Regions from separate parts of the Mus musculus genome. Here region 2 is linked to region 1. The links are chromatin contacts, called in public Hi-C maps. All regions are on one chromosome and are shown on one strand. The core of a region is the stretch at or near the end of the contact, and the rest is flanking DNA. Distances in the headings are between cores, read along the strand shown.

The links. Hi-C and Micro-C count contacts between places; a contact is called where the count stands out from the background.
Region 2: a contact with region 1 is called in a Hi-C map of the G1E-ER4 cell line, with 4 times the contacts expected there. The contact joins the promoter of 1700003G18Rik here to the enhancer-like site in region 1. A contact is called at or near these places in 2 of 484 Hi-C or Micro-C datasets (the G1E-ER4 cell line and erythroblasts) and 2 of 9 other capture datasets (adipose tissue and pancreatic islet).

Annotation. Positions count from the first base shown.
Region 1 is chr7:115,828,969-115,834,161 of GRCm38.p6, forward strand. All of the region lies in intron 2 of Sox6 (SRY (sex determining region Y)-box 6), which reads right to left. Among named protein-coding and RNA genes, the nearest start is that of Sox6os, 200 kb to the right of the region's middle. Within about 2 kb of position 2,798, at least 44 of the 459 cell types and tissues checked have an H3K27ac peak or open chromatin away from gene starts, as enhancers often do. A contact at or near this core is called in the G1E-ER4 cell line and erythroblasts, where this site is marked.
Region 2 is chr7:116,089,916-116,095,108 of GRCm38.p6, forward strand. It overlaps 1700003G18Rik (RIKEN cDNA 1700003G18 gene), which reads right to left and starts at 3,234. Exons shown (of 4, transcript NR_029433.1): 1 at 3,147-3,234. 1110004F10Rik (RIKEN cDNA 1110004F10 gene) reads left to right here and starts at 3,465. Exons shown (of 5, transcript NM_019772.2): 1 at 3,465-3,610. The coding sequence starts at 3,548.

The DNA.
Region 1 (5,193 bases), core at 1,548-4,047:
CTATGTTTACCCCCACCCCCCACCCCACCCCACCCCCAACAGCTAACTTTGAGATACATCCCTGGCAGGATCCTTGGGCAATCTGTACCATCCAAACATACCATACTTCACTCTCAGCTTTCAGGAGGGTATAAGAATTGTATCCTGGTGCGGTGTGACACCCAAGATAAATGACAGGTTCCTAGCTACATAAACAAGGTGTGGAATGACTTTAGTACTTTAATAATAAGAAGACTTTCAGAATGATCACAGAAATAATAGCTAATTCTCCATATGAATGTATATATATATACAAATTCATCTGTCATATAACACAATGATGGAGGTTCTTCAACCCTATTTTACACGGGAAACTGAAGGAAATAAGAAAAAAAAAGAGCTAAGTAATGTGTCCAAGTTCCATTGGACAAGCCTACACGTCTCACTCCAGAGTCAGTGTGACCTTAACTACTTCTCAACACTCTCTCTATGTATCGTAGCTCCATGTTGCTAGAACATACTGTTCCAACATTGAGCAGTTCTTATACCTTAGGAAAGAATGGTAAAACATTCCTTGCTCCTGCTGCACAGTGTGGAGATGTGAAGGGACGGGTGGGAAATATAAACAGCAGGTATCAAATAAACTGCTGGGAAAATAAGAAAGAAAGAAAGAAAGAAAGAAAGAAAGAAAGAAAGAAAGAAAGAAAGAAAGAAAGAAAGGAAAGATAGACAGAAAGAAAGAAAGAAAGAAAGAAAGAAAGAAAGAAAGAAAGAAAGAAAGAGAGAGAGAGAGAGAGAAAATGAGATACATTCCTCTTTAAGAAGGACAAGAGTATGCCAAGTATGCCATTTTTGCTCAAGTGAATTATAAAGCACCCATGTCATCCTCTCAGGAATACAGCAAATCATATGGCATACCTCAGAACGAGCAGCCATTGTTCACTAAGAACTGAAACTCAATACCAGACTCTGTAACCCTAAACCAGCATAAGGCCCCCTCCTCAGAACACAACACAACAGCTGTGAGGGGCTCAGAGCCGTGGCCTGGGGAAGACACCAAGGAAATCCTGGGGCAGCGCTGAGCACCAACTGGCTTCTGCTTCTGCCTGAGGCGGTGGTTGCAAAAGTGAAGAGCAAACTGGTCTCACTTCAGACAAAATCCCTAGGAATTCAAAAGCTGGAAAACAAAAATGACTGCACTTTGTGTTTAGATAAACTTATAATTTACAATTTTCACAGCCCGTATATGTACTATTTCCTCTACTTTACCCAGTTGTATCAGTGGTTAGACTTCTCACTACAAAATCATTATCTCCAGACAAAGTTCAGAGAGGGTAGCAATGCCACACCTCCACAGGTGGAGTGCGGAGCTGAGAGTAAAAATCCATGCCCCTTAAAAGAAAGGGAAACAACAAAAATACCGCCCTCCTTTACCATGTGGTCCTCCTGAGAGAAGAAGAATGTGGGTCCCTGTGTAAAGCTACTGAGCCTGAAAAGCACACAGGGGCCAGACCAAGTCAGGTCCACGCCTTCCCCTTGAGAGAACAATAGCAAGCAATAAACACTCCCGTCTAGGCTCCACAACCCCACTGCTCCCTCAACTCACTCCTACCTTCCCAGATCTTAGGGAACAGCAGGGCAACCGAGCATCACCACAGCAGTGTCACACACAGAGTCCCCGCCACCGCTCTGCTCAGAGAACACTAGAAGAGTGAAAATGCAGGCACGTCCGTGTGTGGAACGGCCCGCTGATTCTCTAGAAGGAGGTAAAATACAGCAAGCATGTACAGAAACACTATGGGGTGCCTAGCCCTGCTTAAGGAAGAGGGAGATCAAGAGAGAACCTGACAGAAAAAGCAGAGAAAGCTACCCAAAGCTGAGGTCTTCTATACCACAAACATTCTCTGGAAAGCAGAGATTAATATACAGATCGACTCTTCTCAGAATATGGAACTTTTCACATTCCTGTAAGGAGCAACAACATGTCACATATATTATTCAGAAGTTGCCAGAGTGGTAACGGCCACATGGAACAGCCCAGAGCACCTATCTCTCTTGACACGGAGATGACTATAAGCTGGGCACCTGGCCAGTAATGTGAGCACAGGCTGTAGATAAGAAAAGTGCTGCCAAGCCCAAGTATCCTCCTCACTATTCTCTTATTAATTAATCAGTAAATATAGATACATATGTACATGGCAGAACTCTGGAGTACAGAGATAAAGCGGGTAAAGTCACTTCCGTCACAAGCCAAGCGAAGCCAAGTCTCAGATGTTCTCCAGCTCCGTGGTCCACCACTAACACTTTATGAACTGCACAGTCCACGTAGAGGCGCTCCTCACAGTAAGGAAGAAAGGCCTTCCAGCCTCAGGATCAGACAGAGGGTCTAGTGACCGAAAAAAGGGTTTAAGTAAAGAGAGACAACCGTTGTTTGAGATGTAGAGGCAGATTCCCATTGTTAAATAAAAGCCCTGTGGCTAGACAGAGGTGCGAGGAAGAGATAAGGTCTGAAGCCAGCCTAGAGCTGGTTCATAAGCTCATAATGGGGGTGGGGGTGGGGAGCATTTGTTTTTTCCCTTCAAAAGAGGTTAAGATCTTATTTTTAAGGATTTCTGATGCTAAAAGTTATTTTTGGTAATAAGTCTCTATATCTTTGCTTATTCTTATCAGAAACATGGTTTAACATTTAAGTTTTCAGTAACTGGCTTTAGGAGATAAGTATTGAGAGATAAAAGTACACATAAAATTCACCTAAGCTGACAGCCTCAGCTACATAGCTGACTTAAAGCCAATCTTCATGAGTCCCTGTATCACAATAAAAGACAAAATAAACCAAAACAAGTTGTCAAACTCTACTATCTTGTTTGCCAAGTGAGGGCTGATCAGAGAAGGGAAGCAATTTGAGCCAAGTGTACAGCTACTTCATGGTGGCCCCAGCACAAACACCCAAGAGTAACCATACCTACAGAACCAGGCTTCCCTGTTACTAGACAGCAGGAAGTATTTGTAGATGGATTAATTGTTTTTCTTACTCTACAGTTTGAAAAGATACAATGCTTCTAGCATGCAGTATTTGTAATCATTACCTATAAGAAAAGTTTCCCTTTCAAACTTAACTCTTTTTTCCTCCCCCAAAACTTCTCTGTTCAATTAAGCTGGAGAATTTTTGAGAGCTCTAAAACCAAGGCCCTGGCCTAACAGACCCTTAAGTGAATCCGTTACACTTAATCCATAACAATAATAACTCTATCTGAATAGCCTTTCCCTGGAGACAGGGGCAGGACTTGCAGGATAAGCCCCACCCCTGCCCCAAGGGAAATTTCCAAAGACTTGCATTTTTAGGGAAAGAAAACACTCCTCCTTAGACTGGCTAAGGTAATATTTTGACACTTGTACAGTCACCGTTCTCTGTTGAAGTCAGCATCCCTGGATATACACAGCAGAGGGTGAACAAGATTGCCAAACTGAGGACAAGACATTTCTAGGTTTGTCTCTGAGAATTGTTTGACCTGGAAAATCAACACCGTCTCTGTCTGTCCTACCCATCTGTAAATAGGGATAACAGTTTCATGGCAACCAGGTAGAGCCCACAGCTTAACAGACATAACATCAATGGGAAAGGCAGAGTGCATGCACACACATGGGAAAAGCAGTGAGAGCAATTGAGTATCATTACTCAGACCTACTACCAAGTTTAGAGATCAGGAAGCCATCTTGCATAGAATTTAGGAAAGACTTAAGAGCAAGGCACAGCAAGAATATCAACATAGAGACATTAGATCACCCTAGTAAGAAACCAGTCTTTTGCAACCTTAAGGGGTTACTTAAATTTCTTCAGCCTCCCCTTCCTTATCGGTAGAATGGGGATGGCTTTACTTTAAAACTGCTACAAAGAAAAAGTAACAAAATTAGGCAGGTACCTTGAATTATCCAGAATGTTAATTGACATTATCAAAAATAAATATTTCCTTATAGAGAACTTCAAATCCCTGGCCTTCATTTAGTATTCTCATTATATCAACATTTGAAACATTTGTAATATAAAACAGTAACAGCACAAACATCATTCCAGGGCTTGGAGAGATGGCTCCATGGTAAAGTGCTGGCTGTCCAAGTGTAGAGACCTGAGTTTGAGTTCTCTCAACACACATAAAGCCAGACATGGCAATGCATGCATCTGTGATCCAGACCTCCTGTGGTGAAATGGGAGGCAGAGACAACTGAATCCCGTGGAGCTGATGAGCCAGCTAGCTAGCTTTCTGTATGTAGCAGCTGGATGTACCTGATCCTATCTCAAACCATGGAGAAGGCTATAGGGCTGACATTGAAGGTTGTCACTGACCAGCACAAGTATGCTACACTTACAAATGTAAACACAAGGACAATAGCATTTCTGATCAATATAGAACAAGAAAAACTAGGACACTAATTAATCAACATGCTAGCAATTGGACAGAATCAGTTCTGTGGATGGGTGTTTTCTGTTACATGGTACACATTTCAGATCCGGGAATTTTCAGCCTTCTTTATGACTGTAGACTACAAGAGTATTGTATTCTGAGAAAATGCCAGATGTATGGGTGTCTTAGTCCTGAGGTAAAAAATGTTCATCCTAGTGTCTATTATCTGTTTGGTGTCATGTTGACACCTATTGATGATGTTCGTGATTTTTTATACCTCTACGTCAGTCTTTGTTTTCAGTAAAAACATGAGCAAAAAGCCCTCAGACTAATGGATTCAGACATTTTCAGACACAGCTTTAATTCCCTTTCATGAGATCAGGAGCAGGGACATTTCTAGTGGTAGACATATGTGGCACAGACATGAGATCACACTCCGAGCTTAATAGGAACATAACAATCTACTCATTGTTTACACTTTAACCCACAGGGCAGCTGGGAATCACATCCAGCCATATGCAGAGCTGAACAAGTGGTCATGACTTCATTAAAGCCAAGCCTTAACACACACAGTTTGGATGGTGTGCTGAGGGGCAGGCCTCTTGCCCTGGGCTGCTCTGAGTCTAGCCAAAGGGCCCAGGCGGTTGTTGCAAATGTCCTCTGGGATTAGACTGTTCTCTTTGCCAGGGATTCATCTGCTCTCCTTCCCACTTCCCCGTTCTCCTACACAGTGTTTAATCAGCTGCTAGGATGGCTAGAGAGGTCTCTCCATTCTTACCTCCTGACATCCTGCAAAGAGAGCCAATTATAAAAT
Region 2 (5,193 bases), core at 1,984-4,483, 260 kb after region 1:
TCATGTGTGCCATTATGCACGGAACTGGAGAGCACCAACAGGAATAACTGAGAAACAGAAAGACAAGTCCTAAGTGATTCATTCATTCACACAGGGATTATTTAAAAGTGGACCTCATGGTAGTGGAGAGTGTTTACCAGAGGATAAGGAGAAAACTGAGAAAAATATAGAGGGCAAGTTGGTGAATAGGTACTAAGTTAAAGTTAAATACGGGTAAGAAGTTCTGTTGTAGGTAAAAGCCAGGTAAGACTACACACATCTGTAATCACAACACTGGGGGTGGGGGGGTTGAGATAGGAAAATCATGAGTTCAATGACACAATGTGCTATGTAGAATTCCAGGTCAAGCTGGGTTAATGAGACCTTATTTCCAAACATCAGGAAAAATAAAAGATAGGAGAAAGAAGTTTGAATGTTTTCACTATTAAAAAATGTACCTGGGGCTGGCGAGATGGCTCAGCAGGTAAGAGCACTGACTACTTTTCTGAAGGTCCTGAGTTCAAATCCCAGCAACCACACAGTGGCTCACAGCCACCTGAAATGAGATCTGATGCCCTCTTCTGGAGCTAAATGTACGTACGTATATAAATAAATCTTTGGGCTGGAATGAACAGGGACAGAACGAGCAGAGTTGATCAGAGCCAGCAGAGGTCTCCCCCCAAAAATTCAATTCCCAGCAACCACATGAAAGCTCACAACCATCTGTACAGCTACAGTGTACTCATAAAATAAAATAAATAAATCTTTTTTTAAAAAAAGTACCTGAAGAGTTAGGTATTTCTTCAGAAGCACACACTCATCTAGAATAAAATAATCCTTAGAGACTCCATCCCTTGACATTCAGCACTCCCCAGACTGTAATTCTGTAATCACTTTTGCTCATTTCTATCTTTGGCAAATTGTTTTGATGTATATGGTTAATCTTAATCGGTAAACTGAACTTAAACTGTTACAATTAAAATTTAAATTGCTTGAATGCAGAAAATATGTTCCTTATGTACCCACTGAAAGTGTTTGGTAAAATTTAAGGATTAGCAGAGAATATCTAAGGTAGTACAAACTTAAGACATTCACTAACCATCCTGTGGCACTGTGTTAGAAAACAAACAAAAAGTGAAACTGGAATGGTCTTGTATTAGAGAAGGTATTTCATAGCTCCATCGATGACTTCTTGTTAACAAGGGAGAGTATTACTAAGTCTCTGTGTCATCATATATTGCTACTACTATACAGTTTCATCTTCACATCTAGCTTTGTGAACATGAACTGAGTCAAGTCTGTTCAAATAATACAGTATGTTATTCTGAGGTTTGATTTGCTCCATGATGTTTTATGATAACTTGAACACATAGCCATCCAGATGTGCCACAAATCTGGTGAATAAAAAGCACATTAAAATTTCCTGGACTTTTATCTATTACTAAAGTTAAAATTATTTAATATTTACTAACCTTAATAATAATCCTCTTCATCTTAGAGTCACTTAGCTATCTTTAAGTAGCTACTGGGCCATCTTATTTTGCCAGTAACATTAAGAGTTCTAAATTGTGCTTATTACAATTTTTCAAATCTATTTGAAGTGAATTATAATCATCCTACTTTGTTACCTCGATGGAATTCCATTGTAATTGCATTTATAAAAGTTAAATAAAAACTAAGTAGGGTCATGAAGTTAGTAGGTAAAATATTTTAATTTTAGTGACTAAAAAACCACTTCTAAAAATATTTTCTTCATGGGTTTTTTTTTTTCCTTTATTGTGGTTTAACACAGAAATAAGAGATTAGTTTGTTTTGGTTAGGCTTATTAAATATAGCTCTAACCGTATTTTTATATAATTTATTTAAAAGCTAGTCTCTGCTTCAAAAATAAAGGAATTGGATCTATGACTGCATAAATTAAGAAACTGTCTTCCCTGTGTGCATAGCTCTAAGTCCTGATGTTTGGGATAGGGGCGGGGGGTGGGGTACTGTTTTTATTTTATTTTTATTTTTTATTTTTATTTTGAGAGGAGGTCTTACTATAGACTCGGCTGACAAACCACACATTACTTAGAAGAGGATGATCTTGAATTTCTTATCTTCCTTCACCACCTCCCAGACACTAGGTTCACAGGCATAGTCAGGTTTCACTTTGGGCACAGTTCTATCAGTGGTTCATCGTCATCTGAAATGTAGTTCAACTAGAGTAACTGCTGAGCACAGACACTGACAGGTGTCTCATAGACCACTCGGTATGGGGACTTAAGACTAGCCATGTACTGTTGTCATACTATTTGTTTATACTTGAAAAAAAAATCTTTTTAAAAATCAAGGCTGGAAGTCTTCAGAATGAGTAAGGGCAAGAAAGTCATCCTGACAGTATGTCAGGTTCACCTGTGGATGCAAATTCAGCTATAACATACAGAAGTTTATCTTCAGTATCTGAACACTGGACTACAAGATCTTGCAGGAAGCTTAGTTGGGGCTGGAAAGGGAGCAGGGAAATGAGGAAAAGGGAACTAGAAACAAGATTGCAAATGGGAAGGGCAGCGAATGTATCCATCCTAAGGGGGCGGGGTGGGGGTGGTCTCTTGCAACTAGACTGAGGAGACAGTTGAAACAGGTTGAGACTGCTACTGTATTGTAACTTTAAAGGGGTTTATTATATAGGAAACTTACCCCCCACCCCCACCCCAAGAAAAATAATAAAGATACAGGATTTTTTTTTGGCAGACAGACTTCAGTCGATGAAGTTTCAAATAATATCTACCTTAAAAAGGGATCAGAGAGTTGGGTCACTCTTATCTAGAATACACTAAGCCCAGTGGAAAACGGTCCACAATTCCTGAGGGGTGGAGCTGTTTAGAAAAAAAACGAAAAACAAAACAGCCAATTAACAAGCCTTCAGCTTCACACTGAACTCTATTCAGTAAGAAAAGAAAGGAAGGAAGGAAAGGAAGAGAATGAAGACGTTAGAATATCCCGTGTGAGCAGTAGAGACCACACATTAGGCTGGGGGAAGAAGCCATGTTTTAGGTTTTTGTCTTGGGCCGAGAACTTGTATTCAAAAAGCCTCAAACATTACACTTAAGTCTATGTGTTTAACTATGATGAATGTGTTTACTAACAGGGCAGAACCTCACACACACAAAAAGGCGAAAACCCACTCTAGGTCTGTCTGTGGCAACGAAGCTCTCCGCCAACGATCACCACCATACCCATCCACGGGAAAGCTCCCTCTACACGCCGAAGAAAGCGTAGCCTCCGAGGGCTCTCCCGCCACGCCGCGCGAGATGCTTCGCTCGGCCTCCTGGGAAATGTAGTTTAAGTCACTGAAGACGGCTTAGTCAGGCCAGTAAAGAGTGAGTCCAAAAAAACTACAACTCCCGGTGTGCTCCAGGGTGACGAGCGGCCGCAGCAGTGACGACTGTAGCGGTGAAGGGCCGGAGGGGGCTCTGCGTTCTGGAGTGGCGCTGCTTGGTCCGGCGGCTGGGTGAGGGCTGCTGGTGTCGCGTTTGAGGAGAACTGCGAGTGTGTTTGGCATATCCCCGTCAGGATCCCAGCTACGATGAGTGCTGCCCGGGAGTCTCACCCGCACGGGGTGAAACGTTCAGCCTCCCCCGACGACGATGTAAATAACAATGGATGAGGGTTGAGGCCTAGTGAAGGCTGGGGTAGGCCGGGAAGGGTGGATGGAGGAAGAAGCGCCCGAAGGAAGGGGGCGCAACGAGGGATGTCTTCCTTTTCCTACTAGAATCTGAAGGATTGAAGAGGCCCTGAGCTGAGATACAGAGACCTGCGTAGGAACGGGGGTTGAGGAAGGAAATCCTGAGAAGGGTCGAAAAGGAAAAAGAGCTTAATCGAGATGTCTTTGCGTTTTGGGAAACCGGTGAAGCTCATTTCTTAGTCATTTCAGGATAGATATGTCATAGTCCTGACATTGGTCTAAAACGCTCCTCTGGCAATCGCGAAATGTTCAGTCACATTTGGACAAATTTTCCAGCCCGAATCCTTTTTTGCAGTGTACTGGTAATTGCTGCCCTAACTACACCATTCTTAATAAACAGAGACCAATATTAAGCCGAAGATTGTGGTAGACAGTTTGGGGATGGAATAATGGCGAGGTCAGAGGGAGTGAGACCCAGAAGCGCATTTTGATGTCAGATACCTTTTTCCTGCCCTCTCATGCCTTCAGCTCATCAGTTTAAATAATAAACTGTCCCTTATTAACCTGTTCAGTACTGACTACAATGCCAGATACTGGAATTGAAGATTAATAAAGAGGATGCTTATATTTGTCTTAGCTCTAGCATAGTGTTTAGAAACTGCAGGTAACTTGTAAAATTAGGTTCTTCTATAATGAAATCCCTTGGAAACATTGATGGGGAAGTTGGTGGGAAGGGGACATGAGGAAGTCATCTTTGAGACAGATGAAAGCTGGTCTCGCTTATTCATACACTGTCAGCTTCAGAATTGTAACTTTTAGTGCAGTTTGACATCTTTCATAAGTCCTTTGTGAGCCATAAAAGGTTCCCTGAATTATTTTGTAGTTAATGAGAGAATACTAAGAACCACACTCCTTTGGTTGGAAGATGGGGTGTGGACCAGAATTGTAATAATAGAATAAATTTTAGCCTTGTGAGGAAGATTAGTAATCAATTAAAAAAGAGTGGAGGGATGACTGGTTGTCTGTGAGATTAATTCATGTCCCTTGTCTTCCCTGCGACTGGAATTTAGATCTTCCATTGTTAATACCGCCATTCTGCATTGTTAGGAATTTGTCTAGGTTTTTTTAGTGATCTAGATTGTAGATGTAAAAGAGCTGTTACATTGTTTTCCTCCCAATATCAACTGTGAGTTGATTCCGAGAATGTCACACATTCTTGCTTTGATAGACTCAGAAATAAAACAACTTTTTAGCCAGGTGAACTTTGATATATTTCAAATCCTATAACTGTTGTCTTGATAGTTGATTTATAGGTGATTATAATTGCATTTTCAAGATTGGGACCTGTGACTTTACCTATACTATCATAAAGACGACTGTGTTGTTGTTGTTATGCTATATACAGTAATGTGTCCCTTAACAGTGGTTTTCTTAACTCAGTTTCCATTATATATGGTTATTATTTTTTCTGCTAACTGGATATTACCTTGCTTGATGTTTTTGTTTGTTTAGCTCATCTGTATTTTCAAGATACACCTGGTAATTTT